Regions from separate parts of the Mus musculus genome. Here all the other regions are linked to region 5. The links are chromatin contacts, called in public Micro-C and promoter capture Hi-C maps. All regions are on one chromosome and are shown on one strand. The core of a region is the stretch at or near the end of the contact, and the rest is flanking DNA. Distances in the headings are between cores, read along the strand shown.

What was found. A called contact is a pair of places that touch in the nucleus more often than the background predicts. Capture Hi-C pulls out chosen DNA fragments and counts their contacts.
Region 1: a contact with region 5 is called in a Micro-C map of embryonic stem cells, with 3 times the contacts expected there. The contact joins the promoter of Cpxm1 here to the promoter of Sirpa in region 5. A contact is called at or near these places in 5 of 39 promoter capture datasets (the 3T3-L1 cell line, hippocampal neurons, liver and 1 more) and 1 of 484 Hi-C or Micro-C datasets (embryonic stem cells).
Region 2: a contact with region 5 is called in a Micro-C map of embryonic stem cells, with 2.4 times the contacts expected there. The contact joins the promoter of Vinac1 here to the promoter of Sirpa in region 5. A contact is called at or near these places in 1 of 484 Hi-C or Micro-C datasets (embryonic stem cells) and 1 of 115 datasets of contacts at active chromatin or transcription factors (embryonic stem cells).
Region 3: a contact with region 5 is called in a Micro-C map of embryonic stem cells, with 2.8 times the contacts expected there. The contact joins the promoter of Ebf4 here to the promoter of Sirpa in region 5. A contact is called at or near these places in 3 of 39 promoter capture datasets (embryonic stem cells, hippocampal neurons and liver), 1 of 484 Hi-C or Micro-C datasets (embryonic stem cells), 5 of 115 datasets of contacts at active chromatin or transcription factors (the NIH/3T3 cell line, bone marrow-derived macrophages, embryonic fibroblasts and 1 more) and 1 of 9 other capture datasets (liver).
Region 4: a promoter capture Hi-C map of adipose tissue shows a contact between it and region 5. The contact joins the promoter of Zc3h8 here to the promoter of Sirpa in region 5. A contact is called at or near these places in 1 of 39 promoter capture datasets (hippocampal neurons) and 1 of 9 other capture datasets (adipose tissue).

The regions. Positions count from the first base shown.
Region 1 is chr2:130,396,282-130,398,981 of GRCm38.p6, reverse strand. Cpxm1 (carboxypeptidase X 1 (M14 family)) reads left to right here and starts at 1,353. Exons shown (of 14, transcript NM_019696.2): 1 at 1,353-1,623; 2 at 2,490-2,651. The coding sequence starts at 1,476.
Region 2 is chr2:129,064,630-129,067,358 of GRCm38.p6, reverse strand. Vinac1 (vinculin/alpha-catenin family member 1) reads left to right here and starts at 1,450. Exons shown (of 11, transcript NM_001370941.1): 1 at 1,450-2,222. It overlaps Ttl (tubulin tyrosine ligase), which reads right to left and starts at 1,412. Exons shown (of 7, transcript NM_027192.2): 1 at 1,056-1,412. The coding sequence starts at 1,212.
Region 3 is chr2:130,294,603-130,297,302 of GRCm38.p6, reverse strand. It overlaps Ebf4 (early B cell factor 4), which reads right to left and starts at 1,364. Exons shown (of 17, transcript NM_001110513.1): 1 at 1,154-1,364. The coding sequence starts at 1,290.
Region 4 is chr2:128,942,670-128,945,406 of GRCm38.p6, reverse strand. Zc3h8 (zinc finger CCCH type containing 8) reads left to right here and starts at 1,387. Exons shown (of 9, transcript NM_020594.2): 1 at 1,387-1,559. The coding sequence starts at 1,483.
Region 5 is chr2:129,591,448-129,594,147 of GRCm38.p6, reverse strand. Sirpa (signal-regulatory protein alpha) reads right to left here and starts at 1,309. Exons shown (of 9, transcript NM_001355158.1): 1 at 1,073-1,309; 2 at 454-544. The coding sequence starts at 535.

The DNA.
Region 1 (2,700 bases), core at 104-2,603, 800 kb before region 5:
TTCCTCTGGTTTCTGTTTTTCAAGTTCGTTCCTGCCTGAGTTCTGCCTCAACTTCCCTGAATGAACCTGTAATTAGAAATAAATCCTTACCTTCCCCAAGTTGCCTTTTGTCCGAGTATTTTGTCACAGCATCAGAAAGGACAGTAGAACATGGTGTCTTCCTTAAACTTCTCTATGCCTATCTGGTGAGCTGAGCCTAGCACTGCTTCTTAGGTGGGAGCACCAAAACGGGACTTGGACATGTATGGGTCCTCCGTGATCACTCCCTTCTCAGAGTTCTCTGACCCTCCTGGAGTGCCATAGTTGGGCTAGATGACAGGGCTTACTCCTTTGCAGTGGTCCCTATAGGAGGTGGCCTCAGTTCAGGAGCCCCACACCTGGCCCCACGCATTTCCACCAGGCTCTGGTTCTGCTGCAGAACCAGAAAGGTGGTTCTGAAAGGTGCAGGCTTGACTTGAGGTTATTCAGCTCATTTACATAGACACTTCTTGGGGGACTACAGCGAAGGCAGAGCAAGCACCAGTGGCACAGGCCTTTCTTTGGGGCAGGTGACTCCGGTGTGGGGAGAATCTAGAGGGGTCCTGGGGAAAACAGGTCAGAGAACTCCTGGAGGAGGATGGGAGGAGGAGGGGAAGGAGGTGGATCGAGAAGTGCGGGAATCCCATTAAGACTAGACTTGGTCTCACGGTTCTTGACGCCAGCCCTCTGGTTATCAGCTCTGGCTGCCTTCCTCGAGTTATGTAACCCCAAAACGTGGCAGCCCCGGGAGGGAAAAAGAGAGGAGGCGGGTCGGAGAGGAAGCGCCGCCTCTCTTTGCACCCACAGTTTGTTTTTGGGTTTAATGGAGGACCCCTCACCCCCACAACGCAACCCTAGCCTTCCACCCCCACTGCTCTCCTGCGGTCTTTCCCCGTTGCCCTACCCACCCCAGCAAGGCACCCTAAGTTCTGGATGGATTTTCCTCTCAAGTTGTAGTTTCCAAAGCCCCCAGCTTTTGTTACCTTGGCCACGTCAACAAGGCCCAATGCAAGCTTCAGTTTATCAGCCTGCAAACTGAAGTTTGACTAAGATTCAGACCACGTGCAGAGCGCCTTGCATAGGTGCCTGCAGATGGGATAGGCGCGCGCAGTCGAACAGAATGTGCGGTGACTTTGCAGCCTGTGTAGGGCCGGACACCGGTGAGGCTGCGACATTGGGTCTCTGGACCCCAGCCCGCCGCCCTCCCCCCCCCCCGGGGGTCCTCGCGGTTCACCAGAGTCAGCCGCCCCCGGGGGATGTCGCGGCTCTCCGCAGCCCTCCCCCTCCTAGGGTGTCGGATTCCAGAGAGTGGCTGTGGGCGGGCCGGAGGCTGCAGAGGGGCGTGGGGCGGTGGAGGGCGGGCGAGCAGGAAGGGGCGGGGGGCTCCGCAGACGCCCGCAGGAAGAAGAGAACCCACCAAGAACCTCGGCACAGCGCGCTCGTCGACCCTTCCCGCTATGTGGGGTCTCTTGCTCGCAGTGACCGCCTTTGCGCCTTCCGTCGGTCTGGGGCTGGGGGCTCCCAGCGCCTCAGTGCCGGGCCTGGCGCCGGGCTCAACCCTGGCTCCACACAGCAGCGTTGCACAGCCGTCCACAAAGGCAAATGGTGAGCTCTGGGTCCCATGGTCGGCTGCTGGGCAGGTCAGACCCACTCCCCCAGCTGGGTCCTCCAGCTCGCCCTGTGAACGGGGACAAGCACAGCCCAGTGCAATGGCTGCTGAGTCAGCAGCCCCATCCTGGCCAGACCTAGTCAGCAGTCTTAGGGCAGGCCCAGCGGGATGCTGGCTGCCCCAACTCCAGCCTGCCTTCTTCACAAATGAAATTTGAGGCCAGAATCTGGAAAGGTGAAGAGACACCAGACTAAAAGGGGACAAGCCTATGCAGGATGGTGTGTAAGGCCATGGACTGGAGGGGAAAAGACAGGGAGTGAGGCTGCCTGGAGGAAAGATCACTGCCTCGTGATGGGCGCAGGCAGACTGTCTGGCTTCCCAACTTCTTCCTTAGTTAGGAGCTCTGAGGCCAGCAGGTAGGCCAAGCACGGACTTCATTCAGGAAAAGACCCGAGGCTTAGTCTGAAGATAAGGAAGGCTTGGAGGTTGATGAGAGTAGATGCAAGATTAGAGACAGGAGGTAGTATTACCGAAGAGGACGGACCAGAGCAAGGCCTGGAGGTTAAAAACTAACTTCAGACCTTCAGAGTGACCAGTCTCTAATGGCTCAGTGTTGCTCTCCCCTGAATCAGGGAGTCAGAGGGGACGTGAGCCAAAGATGTTGTGTTAAGAAGGAAAAACTGAAGAAATGACTAAAAGAGGCAGGTGGAGTTAGGAAACAGGTCTTGTGTGCTGTGCTAGGATGTCAGTAATTGTTGTAGGTGTCACATATGCCCAAATGCCTTCTTGGGCTAGCAGACCTTTCCGTCTGGGTTTCATGACATTCTTCTCTTCTTTGGTACATTGTCCCCTGGTACCCTAGAGACCTCAGAACGGCATGTCCGGCTTCGAGTCATCAAGAAAAAAAAGATCGTTGTCAAGAAGCGAAAGAAGCTAAGGCACCCTGGTCCCTTGGGGACTGCTAGGCCTGTGGTGCCCACTCACCCAGCAAAGACCCTCACTCTCCCTGAGAAACAAGAACCAGGTATTGCTTACCCAGGGGCCCCGCCTAGCCTATGAACAAGCTTAGGCTC
Region 2 (2,729 bases), core at 201-2,700, 530 kb after region 5:
ATGTATAATAATGAAAAGTTGTCCCTGAACTAATTCAGTAAGACTAAGCCTTAACAAACTTCATTCCATAAGCCATCATAGCTTGCTGTGGCTATAATGTCACCCAAGTGCCCTATGCAAGCTTGCCAAATTGCCTGTTAGTTCCAAACAAACTGCTTTCCGTTTAGCCTCATCCACCGCTGACCACACCTATGTCTGAAAAAAACCTCTCCTCTTCAGGACACGGGACACTACTTTCTGGGGTGTTTGCTAAGGTAGAGATGCCCCCCTCCTCTTCTGTCCTTGAAATACAAATGATCCCACCCCCAAGTGAAATTCTGGAAAAGAACCAGACACCCAGAGAGAGGCAAGCCCTCCCCAGATGACTATGTAGTGAAGGGACCATGAGACCAGGTTCAAGTCTGTGGGATGCTAGTTGAACCCATTAGGACAACTTCAAGATTACGTCATTTAAAAGGGAGTTGCTGTCCCTTCCTACATGAGAGTACGCGAATAGAATGGTACCAAGCCAGTTTCGCACATGTGGATGAGGAGAGCAAAAGTCACCCAAGATCGTGTAAGAAAACATCACTAAATGCAGCTGCAAATGTAAACTTTTGGTGCAGCTAAAGGAAAGGTCTGAAATGGAACAGCTCCCCACGCTCCAGCTTCCCTGGAAGCTCCTGCTTTGGGTAAGTCAGTGAGTTTTCTCCAAATTCCCTGCCGGTTCATCTTGGCCTCCGGGTAACCCAAGCCTCGGCGGTTTCAACTCCCCTTCCACGCCCACACCACACAGAGCTGAATCCTAAGTGGCGGAAAGCTGCAAGATGACTGATGCGGGCCCAGGGAAGCAGGGGAACCAGGCCGACACCCTGAGTGCGGGTATAGGTCACTGTCAGCAGACAGGGCAACCGCACCCAGACTCCGTTCCAAATCCAGCTACGGGTTTAGGTCTTGCTAGACCCATTTTATATCTGCTAAGGTGAGCTCGCGCCTAGGGAAGATTAATGACCTTAAAAAACAAAAGCGCTCGCTCTCCGATTCATGCGCGCAGCGGCCACGAGGGAAGGGCTCACCTAGTCTCCCGAAGGGCAGTCGGTTCCTCTCCCCCAGCATCAGGTTGAACCTGGGGTTGTCTCGCCGTAGCCTCTTCCAGTAGCCGGTGGCCAGCAGCAGCCGGGAGACCTCGGCGTAGACGCTGCTATTCTCGTCGCGCACCACGAAGGTGTACATGGCGAAGGGCAGCGCGCCCCGCAGCCGCTACACGAGTCCAGGGCACGGCGGCCCCGCGTGCACACTGCCCCAGCCTCAGCCTCAGCCCCGCTGTCGGTCTAATTCCAGGGCCGCGCCTCCGGATTACCCTAGTGTCTGCCCTGGGCGCCCGCGCCACCGCCCGAGTGGCGAGCGCCACCCGGACGCCGCGCCCACCCCCAGCGCCCCGCCCACCGCCGGCGCCCCGCCCACGACCGTGATTCCGCGCGGCGCTAAGGGCAGGTCTGCGGGTTGCGGCGGCAGGAGCTCCCAAGCAGGGCCCACCAGGGCCGCCCCGCCACTCAGTGTGTGGCCGGTGACATGGGTCTCAAGTGTGGCTGCAGTAATAGCAAACTGCGGTGGAGAGACCAAGGGAAATAATTCCAGCTGCGCCATAGCCCGCCAATATCCCTTTCCGCCCTCTGTCTGGGTCTTCCACCAAGTTCAAAATCAGATTTGGTGGATGAAACAAAAGATCCAGGCATGGGTGTAGCTCAGTTGGTAGAGTGCTTGCTTAGCCAGCACTGAGCTCTGGGTTTGATCTGGGTGCGGTAAAATCGGACACATGTCAGGAGCCATAATGGGACAAGCTAATAACTAGCAGGTGATCATCCTGAAGTAGCCTGCCTTGGATTATTATATAATCTGCGACAGTGAGCCCTCATTAAGCAAGGCTATGAGGGACTCATTTTAGGAAAGATTCCTGCTGAGATAGAACAAAGGCTGTATTGCTTAATCCTCCCCTGATAGGCTACAGGTGTTAATCGCCTAAGCCAGCAAGCAAGCCCTCAGAAAGAGCAAGAAAGTTTTTAGGACTTTTTAGAAGTTATCATCAGCATTTCAGTATAATTAGAGAGCTAGAAAGCCCCAAGACCCTCAGACGTTAAAGCCATCACCAGAGTCCTTACTCTGTGACTCCACTGCTACCCCTGGCCCGGGCCAGGAGGCTCCCAATGTTCTAATTTGGCACCCGAACAGCGACATTGAATAAGGTAAGTGGACACAGATAGGACTCTTAACTGGGTCTTACAAATCCATTGGACAAGGAGTGTGCAGTTAAATTGTCTTCTGCCATCAGTAGAGGCGGATAGTTGGGGCCATCAGTTCCTGGTTGGGTACCATCAGTGCCCATGTTAAGCCAGGAGCCATCAGCTCTGGCTTTTATTGCCTGCTGCCATCAGCAGAGGCTGATACTAGGTGCCATCAGTGCCTAGCTGTTCTGTTGGAAGCTATCAGCACCCGTCTTAGGTCAGAAGACATCAGTTCTGGGTTGTGTGCATTTCATGGGTATCTCTCAAGATGGGACAAAGTGAATCTACAGATAGAGAGTTCTTTACAGATATTAATAAGTATACTCTTAAGAAAAGAGTCTTAGCTGGGCAATGGTGGAGCACGCCCTTAATCCCAGCACTTGGGAGGCAGAGGCAGGCGGATTTCTGAGTTCGAGGCCAGCCTGGTCTACAGAGTGAGTTCCAGGACAGCCAGAACTATATACAGAG
Region 3 (2,700 bases), core at 115-2,614, 700 kb before region 5:
AATACACCAACACACGGAGAGCAAGGAAATATACCAACACATGGAGAACAGTAGTGTTAAAACATCTGTTATTGTGTTTCTATAGTCTCTAGCTAGACCGTTCTAACTAGAGACTCTAACTTACTGGAATCGGCTCATCTGGAATACCCTTTCCTGTCCAGGAGAGATCATTCAACAGAAAGCTCAGCACTCTCTCTTTGAAGACAGATGTGCAAAAATACTGCACCCCTTCGTCCAGAAAACACTCTCTGTCTAGTACTGGGTGAGGCTGGGAAGCACCACAAGTGATACCTGATCAAGTCTGGGTGTGTGGATGGGAGTGATGTGCCAGCCCTGGTCTGCTTCGACACCCTTCAGATACTGGACAGAAGCTATTTAAAACTTGAAGAGCCAGTGCCTACCCTGTCCTGGATGTCCGCAGGGACACCTACTTAGCGTGAGGCACCGTGAGCATCTGATCAGACGTATAACCTCCAGTCCATGTTGTATAATGAGAGGGAGTGTTACAGAGACCAGGTTCCAGCTGCTGCCGTGACTGAGTTAACAAGCTTTCAAAGTCCCCATCCAAATTCTGGTGTCCATTCCTTACAGAAGTCTCCTGTCTAGTCCCCTATGCCTCCCCCTGAAAAGTAACCAGAGCCGATTCTGCTAATTCCCAAGAGCTTCCAGTCTCCTTCAGGTTCTAACCAAAACCACTCAGACGGAGGAGTCCAGCCTCATTCTCAGCCCCAATCAGTTCAGCAAGGCTAACTGCCCACTGGCTAAGCCTCTCTTCAGCCCCACCCACATCTCTGGTTCTGTACACCACAGAGTTTCTTGCCTTTCTTGTTGGGTAGCCACGGAACTGGACAAGTGGAACGGTAGAGACTGCACAGGAAGAAGGGGCTGTACATCTCTAGATGACTAGTAACTGTGGGCCATGGCTCCAGGTGTGCGGGAGGAGGCGACACCACCTCCAGAACCCTGGACCCTAGTGAGCAACCCGCCCCATATCCTCAGGAAGAAGTCAAACTCACACAGGGTGAACAGGAGACTTCGTCGGGACAGTCAAGAGTTAGGACTCCCTCCACCCCTCGCTCCAGTAGCTAGGCGTGCAGGACGAAGGCGACACTAAGCGGTCCAACCAGCGTGCTAGTTCGGGTGGAGCGCTTACCTCTGCGCCGCGGTGTTGGAGTCCAGGATGCCCGCGCTCTGCATCCAGGAGCGCACCGAGCCCAGGCTGGAGGGCAGCAGCGGCTCCTCTTTCAGATGGAGCCCACCGCGGGGCAGAGCGTCCTGTGCGGGGAACATAAGGACCCGCAGTTCGTGGGCGCCCCCAACTGCCAGGGATCCCGTCCCGCCGAGGCTGTGGGCGTCTCAGCTCAGCCCGACCCGACGGCACCAGGAGCCTCCAGGAGCGCAGCGCTGCACGGAGTCCCGGCGCCTCAGTGCCGCTCGCCTCGCGGGTGCTTTCTCAGAGAAAACGGGTCCCCGGGCGCCGGCGCTGTCCCCTCCCCTCCCGGGGCGCGGGGCGGGGAGATGGAGGGATTCCCCCGCGGCCTGAGAGCCAGTGAACAGACTGAGAGCGGAGCCCGCACCGGCTCCGCACGGAGGCGCCCCAGAGGCGCGCTCTGGCGGCTGCCCAGCGCGGCGGTCGTCGGAGGGGGGGGCGAGCGCCCCGCGAGGTGCCCGCCCTCCCCCCACCCGGGTCTCTCCCCCGCCCGCCCGCGGCGCCCGCGCGGGGCGCTGATTACCATCCGAGAGGGGGAGGCTGCGGCCGTGGAGGTCGGCGGCGGCGACGGTGGTGGCCGGGGCGGCAGCAACAGCAGCAGACGCGCGTCCCGTGGAAAAGCAGGGCCGGCGCCGGGCCAGCAGACGCAGCCGCCGCCAGGCCCCCGAGTGCCCCGGCGCCCCGGGCCTGCCGCTGCCCCGGGCGGCAGCACCTGCAGCAGGAGCAGCAGCAGACCGGCCGAGTCCCCCCGGGGCCCGGTCCCCGCGCCTCCCCGCCGCGGCCGCCGCCGCCCGCCGCTCCCCGGGGCCTGGCCGCGGGCCCTGGCCATCCCGCCGCCGCCGCCGCTCCCTGGGGAGCGGGAGCCGTAGGGAGGGAGCACGGGCAAGAGGAGGGCTGTCGCAAGCGGGTGGGCCCAGGGGACTCGGGGCCAGGGGAGGCGGGGGCGGGGCGCGAGGCCGGCCGAGGGGCGGCCAGGGACGTGACATCATCGGGGGAGGAGCGGCCGGGCTGGGGCCGCGGCGGCGGGGCGGACCCTGACGAGTCCGTAGCCGGGCTGGGGGCCACGGCCTCGGTGGAGGGGCGCCGGGAAGCTGGCCCAGGCCAGGGAAGATGGGGAAAGGATGGGCTGGGGGCTGCGCGGCGAGGAAGCCCGGCCTAAGCAGGGCAGCTCGTCCACACCACGCTGGGGAATCACCACGGCCTCCCCGTCGCCACCAGACGAAGCTCCAGCATCTTTGTGGTCCCATCTTCTTCTCCTAAGTATGCGCCGCCCTCTCCTCAGCCAACGCTTGATTCTAGGAGTCGCTGCACCCTTGGTGCCACTTGACCTCGGCTTAACCTCCGCGCCTTAGCGCTTAAGGGTCTCTCACCTTGTGGTGAAGATGCGGCCCCAGGCAAGCTGAGCTACCCGAGTCCTGCACCTCCCATTCTTGTTCCTGTCCCTGGATTACCTAAACTTAAGTTTACATTCCCACCTGAGTTTTTGAGAA
Region 4 (2,737 bases), core at 138-2,637, 650 kb after region 5:
AATTTAACCTCCTTGAACATAAGATTCAGTTCCATTTCACTTCCTGGTGCCCCTTTAATGTCAACCACATATTTTGTATTTTTCCTTTCAAAGCCTGCTACACTTATTCAAAAAAAAAAAAAAACCTCTTCATGAGATTTAACCAGAGAACAAAGTCTATGTTGGGCTTTTTTGAGACTTCCTTTGTCAATGCAATTAATATATATATTTACCTTAGCCCCACATAGACTCTCAGACAAGGGCAAAAAGCAGCCACATTCTTCACCAAAATACCACAAAAACAGTCTCTATGCCACAAACTGAAAATTCTTCTCTGAAACCTCTTGGGCCTGGTCTGCACAGTTATTCTCAGCAAGTCTTCCATATTCCTACTAGGATGGTCCATTAAGCCCCATTTAAAACATTCCACCGCTTTCCAAATCCAAAGTCCTGAAATCAACATTCTTCCAAACAAAAGCATGGTCAGACCTATCCCTGGTACCAGCTTCCATTTTTTTTTTTCTTGGTTTTTCGAGACAGGGTTTCTCTGTATAGCTCTGGCTGTCCTGGAACTCACTTTGTAGACCAGGCTGGCCTGGAACTCAGAAATCCACCTGCCTCTGCCTCCCAAGTGCTGGGATTAAAGGCGTGCGCCACCACGCCCGGCTACCAGCTTCCATTTTATTTAGGGTTTTACTGCTGTGAACAGACATCATGACCAAGGCAACTCTTATAAGGACAACATTTCATTGGGGCCGGCTTACAGATTCAAAGGTTCAGTCCATTATCATGAAGGAATGAGCATGGCATCATCCAGGTAGGCATGGTGCAGCAGGAACTGAGAGTTTTGCATCTTCATCTGCAGGTCTCTAAGACTGCACCCCCCCACCCCCCCACCCCCAAATAGTCTTAATACTTAGTACTTTCTATTGAATTTGCCTGCTTTAAATATATTTATGTGTTTACTCAGAAGAGATCGTCTAGGTTCCTTTTTGTGCAATTAATTTTGCTTGGTCACCTGTCAATTTTAAAGGGGCTGGAAGAGATATATGGCTCAATAGTTAAAACATAAAGGTCTTGCGTTCTGTTCCCAACACTCATGTCAGGTGGGTTACAATAACTGGCCTCCGCGGGCATCTGCACTCATTCTCTCTGTCTCTCTCTCGTACATATAAAAATAGCACAGCTTTCTAAAGAAGAATCCTAAAGATTATTTTAATTTTTTAACGACATTGTAGTGCTGCACTAAGGAACGAATCGGACATAAGTACAGAGAGTTGCGCGTGCGCAGCTCAGGCACCGAAAGCCTCCCCACCAACGGTGAGAACTGCGCATGCGTGGTAGGGCTGGCCAGGTCGCGCGGAGTCGCGCCCAAGCAACATGAGCGCGAGCGCGTGCGCGTGCGCTGGGCGGAGCGTGTGGCCCTTGGCGCGACTGTAGCCTCCGCTTCGCTGGTTGTTCAGTACCTGCTCGGCGTGGAGAGGAACGGTCCCTGTCTGAGTTATGGATTTTGAAAATCTCTTTTCAAAGCCCCCCAATCCGGCCCTCGGCAAAAAACCGGCCGCCGACCCTGAGGAAAGGTGATCCCCACGTTCTGGTCCTTTGCAGGGCACCGCTTGGGCTCCGCCCCCTCGCTCCTGGAAACCGGCGAGCCCTGGCTGGCGCGTGGGCCGGGACCGGAGCGGGGAGGTCGGAAGGGGAAGTGGGGTGGAAGTCAGAGTAGGGACTGCGGGCGAGGGCAGTGGCCGGGCGGCGGGAGGAGGCCCCAGCCTCTGAATCTGCCCCCAGGGGCCGGCTGCTCCCCTTGCACGTGCGCTTAACGTGTTTGCTGTCAGTCACCTCCGAGGTGGCTTTGCCGGCACCTCGAGAGTTGAAGGATACATAGACTGCTCTGCCAGTGATCCTGAACCAGAACTCCCAGAATAAAGCAGCAAGCATCATTTCGGCTTAGTTTTTCTGTTAATTTGGAAAAGCGTGTTGTTAATCTCGTACTTAGTCAGAGTGCGGGATTTCTGTGCAGATACCCACTCACTTTTTAGGTTTTTTTGGTTTTTGGTTTTTTTTTTTGGTTTTTTTTTTTTGGTTTTAATTTTTCGAGACAGGGTTTCTCTGTGTAGTCCTGGCTGTCCTGGAACTCACTCAGAAACCCGACTGACCCTGCCTCCCAAGTATGGGATTAAAGACATGTGCCACCACTGCCCGGCCCACTTTTTAGTTTTTTGAGTTGATAATGCCCTCAAACTCCATCTCTCCTAAATCCTTGTCTTCTATGTTCTCTCTTTCCTCAGTGGAACCCTTGACACATCCTTCACGAGTTTTTTTCCACCCTCATTAAGATAACATTACAGTGTTGGGCTGGGCCTATTAATCTCAGCATTTGAAAGGCAGGCAGATCTTGGGAGACTGGGACCAGCCTGGTCTAAATAGCAGGTTCCAAGCCAACCTCAGCTACATAGGGGAAACACTGTTTCAAGGGGAAAGGATATATGTATATGTTCACTGCTCAGTCTCAAATACCTTAGTGGAAACTGTTAGCCTAATTGGGCTACCATAGCTTTGCTGTGTAATTAATGTGAAACTTTTTTTAAAAAAGATTTATTTGTTTTATGTATGTGAGTACACTATAGCTGTACAGATGGTTGAGAGCCTTCATGTGGTTGTTGGGAATTGAATTTTTTTTAAGGACCTCTGCTCGCTCTGGTCAACCCCTCTCAATCCAGTTGGCCCTGCTCCATCAGTCCCTGCTTGCTCCGGTCCA
Region 5 (2,700 bases), core at 60-2,559:
CCCTGCTTGCTCTGGTACTAGGGCGAAAGCTCACTCTTCCCCCATCCCAACAGCTCAACAGCGCGCCCAACCTCTGCCCCGACCCTCTCTCCAATCAAGTCTAGCAAGGGAGCATATGGGGAAACCAGGAGCCCGATTGCCCAAAGCAATTGCCAGTCTGCTTCCCCATTCAGGTTTGGCAAAGGGTACGGTAAACCAACTCATTCCTATACCCCGCAGCCCAACGCTGGGCTACCCAGTCACAGTCCACAAGGCAGATCCGGATAAGAAGAGTTCTATCCCGGCTTCTAGCCTAGGCTATGTGACCTTGGGCAAGTGGCTGACCCTCTCTGGGCCTCAACTCTGCATCTGTAACCCCCGTTACAGGGATTTGTCGACATTAGCTTAGCGACAGTGTGCGGGGCCTGAGCCCGCAGCTTGGGGAGGGTGGCAGTAGGAGCTGAGGGTGCTTACCTGTACAGAAACAGGACGCGGAGAGCAGCAGGCAGAGCAGCAGCGGCCCTAGGCGGCCAGGGGCCGGGCCGGCGGGCTCCATGGGCCGCGGCTGCAGAGCAAGGAGGGAGAGCGGCGGTGAGCGCGCTCGGCAGGCGGGCGGGCGGCGCGGGCGAACGACTAAGGCCCCTCCCCCTCCGCTGCCCCCCAGCGCCACCGCCCGGCGGGGTGATCTGACCCCCTCCCACAATGAGACGCCGCCGAGCGGGGAGACTCCGGGAGCGTGACGCCGGGCCAGGCCGGCGGGAAAGGGGAGCGGACCCGAGGGAGCCAGGCGCAGAGCCAGAGGCACGGGGGCGGGGGAGCGGATAGCGAGGGAGAAGGAAAGAGGGGGAGAGGAAGAGGGAGAGGGAGCGGGGACGGAGATCGGAGAGCAAGCGCGAGCGGGGACAGCTCGCAGAGCGAGTGCGGGCTGTGCGGAGCCGTCGCGAGGCCAGCGCGAGGGCGGCCCGGCCGAGCGCCCCCTCCTCGCGCCCGCACCTTCCCGCCCGCGCCCCAGTGCGCCCCGCGAGCTGCGCCGCCCGCCTCGGCTCTGCGCGAGCCCGCTCTGCCCGTGCGGGTCCCCGCCAGCCGCTCGGACCTGCGCCGCCGCGCGCAGGGCTGCCAGGCGGTGGAAGCACCGCTCCCTCTGCCCAGAGGCTGGCCGCGCACCACTTTGCGCAAACTTGTTTTTCTGAGGTCGGCGCGGCGGGCTGGCTACTTGGTCCTCTTAAGGTGGACTGGGGAAGTGGCGGCCGATCGCCCCCTGGTCTCGGCCTCTCACCCGGCCAGTCCTTAGACTCCAGTGGGCAAGAGGCTGCCCGCGGCAGGGGAGCTTGCAAGGGTGGAGAGTGGAGGGGGCGGGGAGGTTTGCTTTCTGCCCCTCCCCGAGAGGCCCTGCTTGTGTGTCCCAAAGCCGAAGGTCGGCCTCCGGGTGGGCGTGAGTCCTAGGGGCCCAAATCTTTCCTAGCTGGCCCCGAGGTATAGCAAAAGCAGGAAGTAAATGCAGGGGGAAGGGGGAGAGGAAGGAGAGAGTGATGGTACAAAAATAGCGTGTGTGTAGGAAGGACTTCAGTGCCTCTTGGTAAAGACGCGCTGGGGGAGAGGAGCAGCAAAAATGCTGTGGCAGGGAAAGGAGAGGGGCAGGGCTGGGCCCTAGGGAGGAGACAGACCAGAGGCCTTCTATCAGGGAGAATAGATTGGAGGTGGAGAGGGCCCAGGCAGCACTGTACTAGGAGAGACCTGGGCTGCAAAATAGTTACCCTAATGAGGAAGAGGAGGGACAGGAGAGCCTATCCCAAAGGACAGAGCCTCTGGATGCAAAATGTACCCTAGCTCTGGATTTCCATGAGCTAGGTCAGGTGCTTGGTTAATCGGCAGAAGGCTGGGCACCAAGGCAGGGAAGAGGAATCAAGACCCTCTCTTATTAACTGGAGAGTTTCTGAGTTGGAAGTTCAGAGATAGCAAATTTTGCTTCTCACAATGGTGGTTGAGGGACATAATGAAGCAAGACAGGCCCTACTGGCCCATCCTCTCAATAAAGAGGATGTTTAGGGGCAGAGGAGTGGAGGATGATTGCCTAATGATGTAGAAAGCCCCTTATGCAATGGTGCGCGCGCACGCACACACACACCACAGAGTCCTCTGCACCCATGACCAAAAGCCTGGGAGATTTTTTAGTTTTTTTTCTTTCTTTTCTTCTTTTATTGTTTGTTTGTTTGTTTGTTTTTGAGAGGCAGGAAGGGTGCATCTGTTGAACCCAGGACCCAGCTTCCAAGCCTTAGATCGTTCCTCCTGGTCTAAGAAGCTGCAGTCTTGGAGAAAGACCTTGTTTCTGTGTCTCTGCTCTTTTTAAAGCAGACCAGGCCAACATAAGCAGCGACCCAGAACTGCCACTGGGAGAGTTACATGAGCTGATATTTGCACTGCATTTTAAGAAGAGCCTACCATGTACCAAGGGCAAGGACAGTGTTTGAGAAGTGTTTGGCAGCAGCAATCCTTAAGGGACCATGGGGCAGCCCTAGCAGGAAGATTAGTTGTATTTCTTTGGACCTAGGGGATTACAAGAACTCACTTGCAGACTGGGAGAAGGTGCAGGGGAAGACAAGAATGAACAGAGGAGGTCTTGTAGGGAGTGTAGGTTACAAGTGCACATGTGTGTCAGCTTGGTTAGGTAAGGGCAACAGTATGTGGCTAGCACGTCGGGAGGGTGGTCCAGAAGCCCAAGAG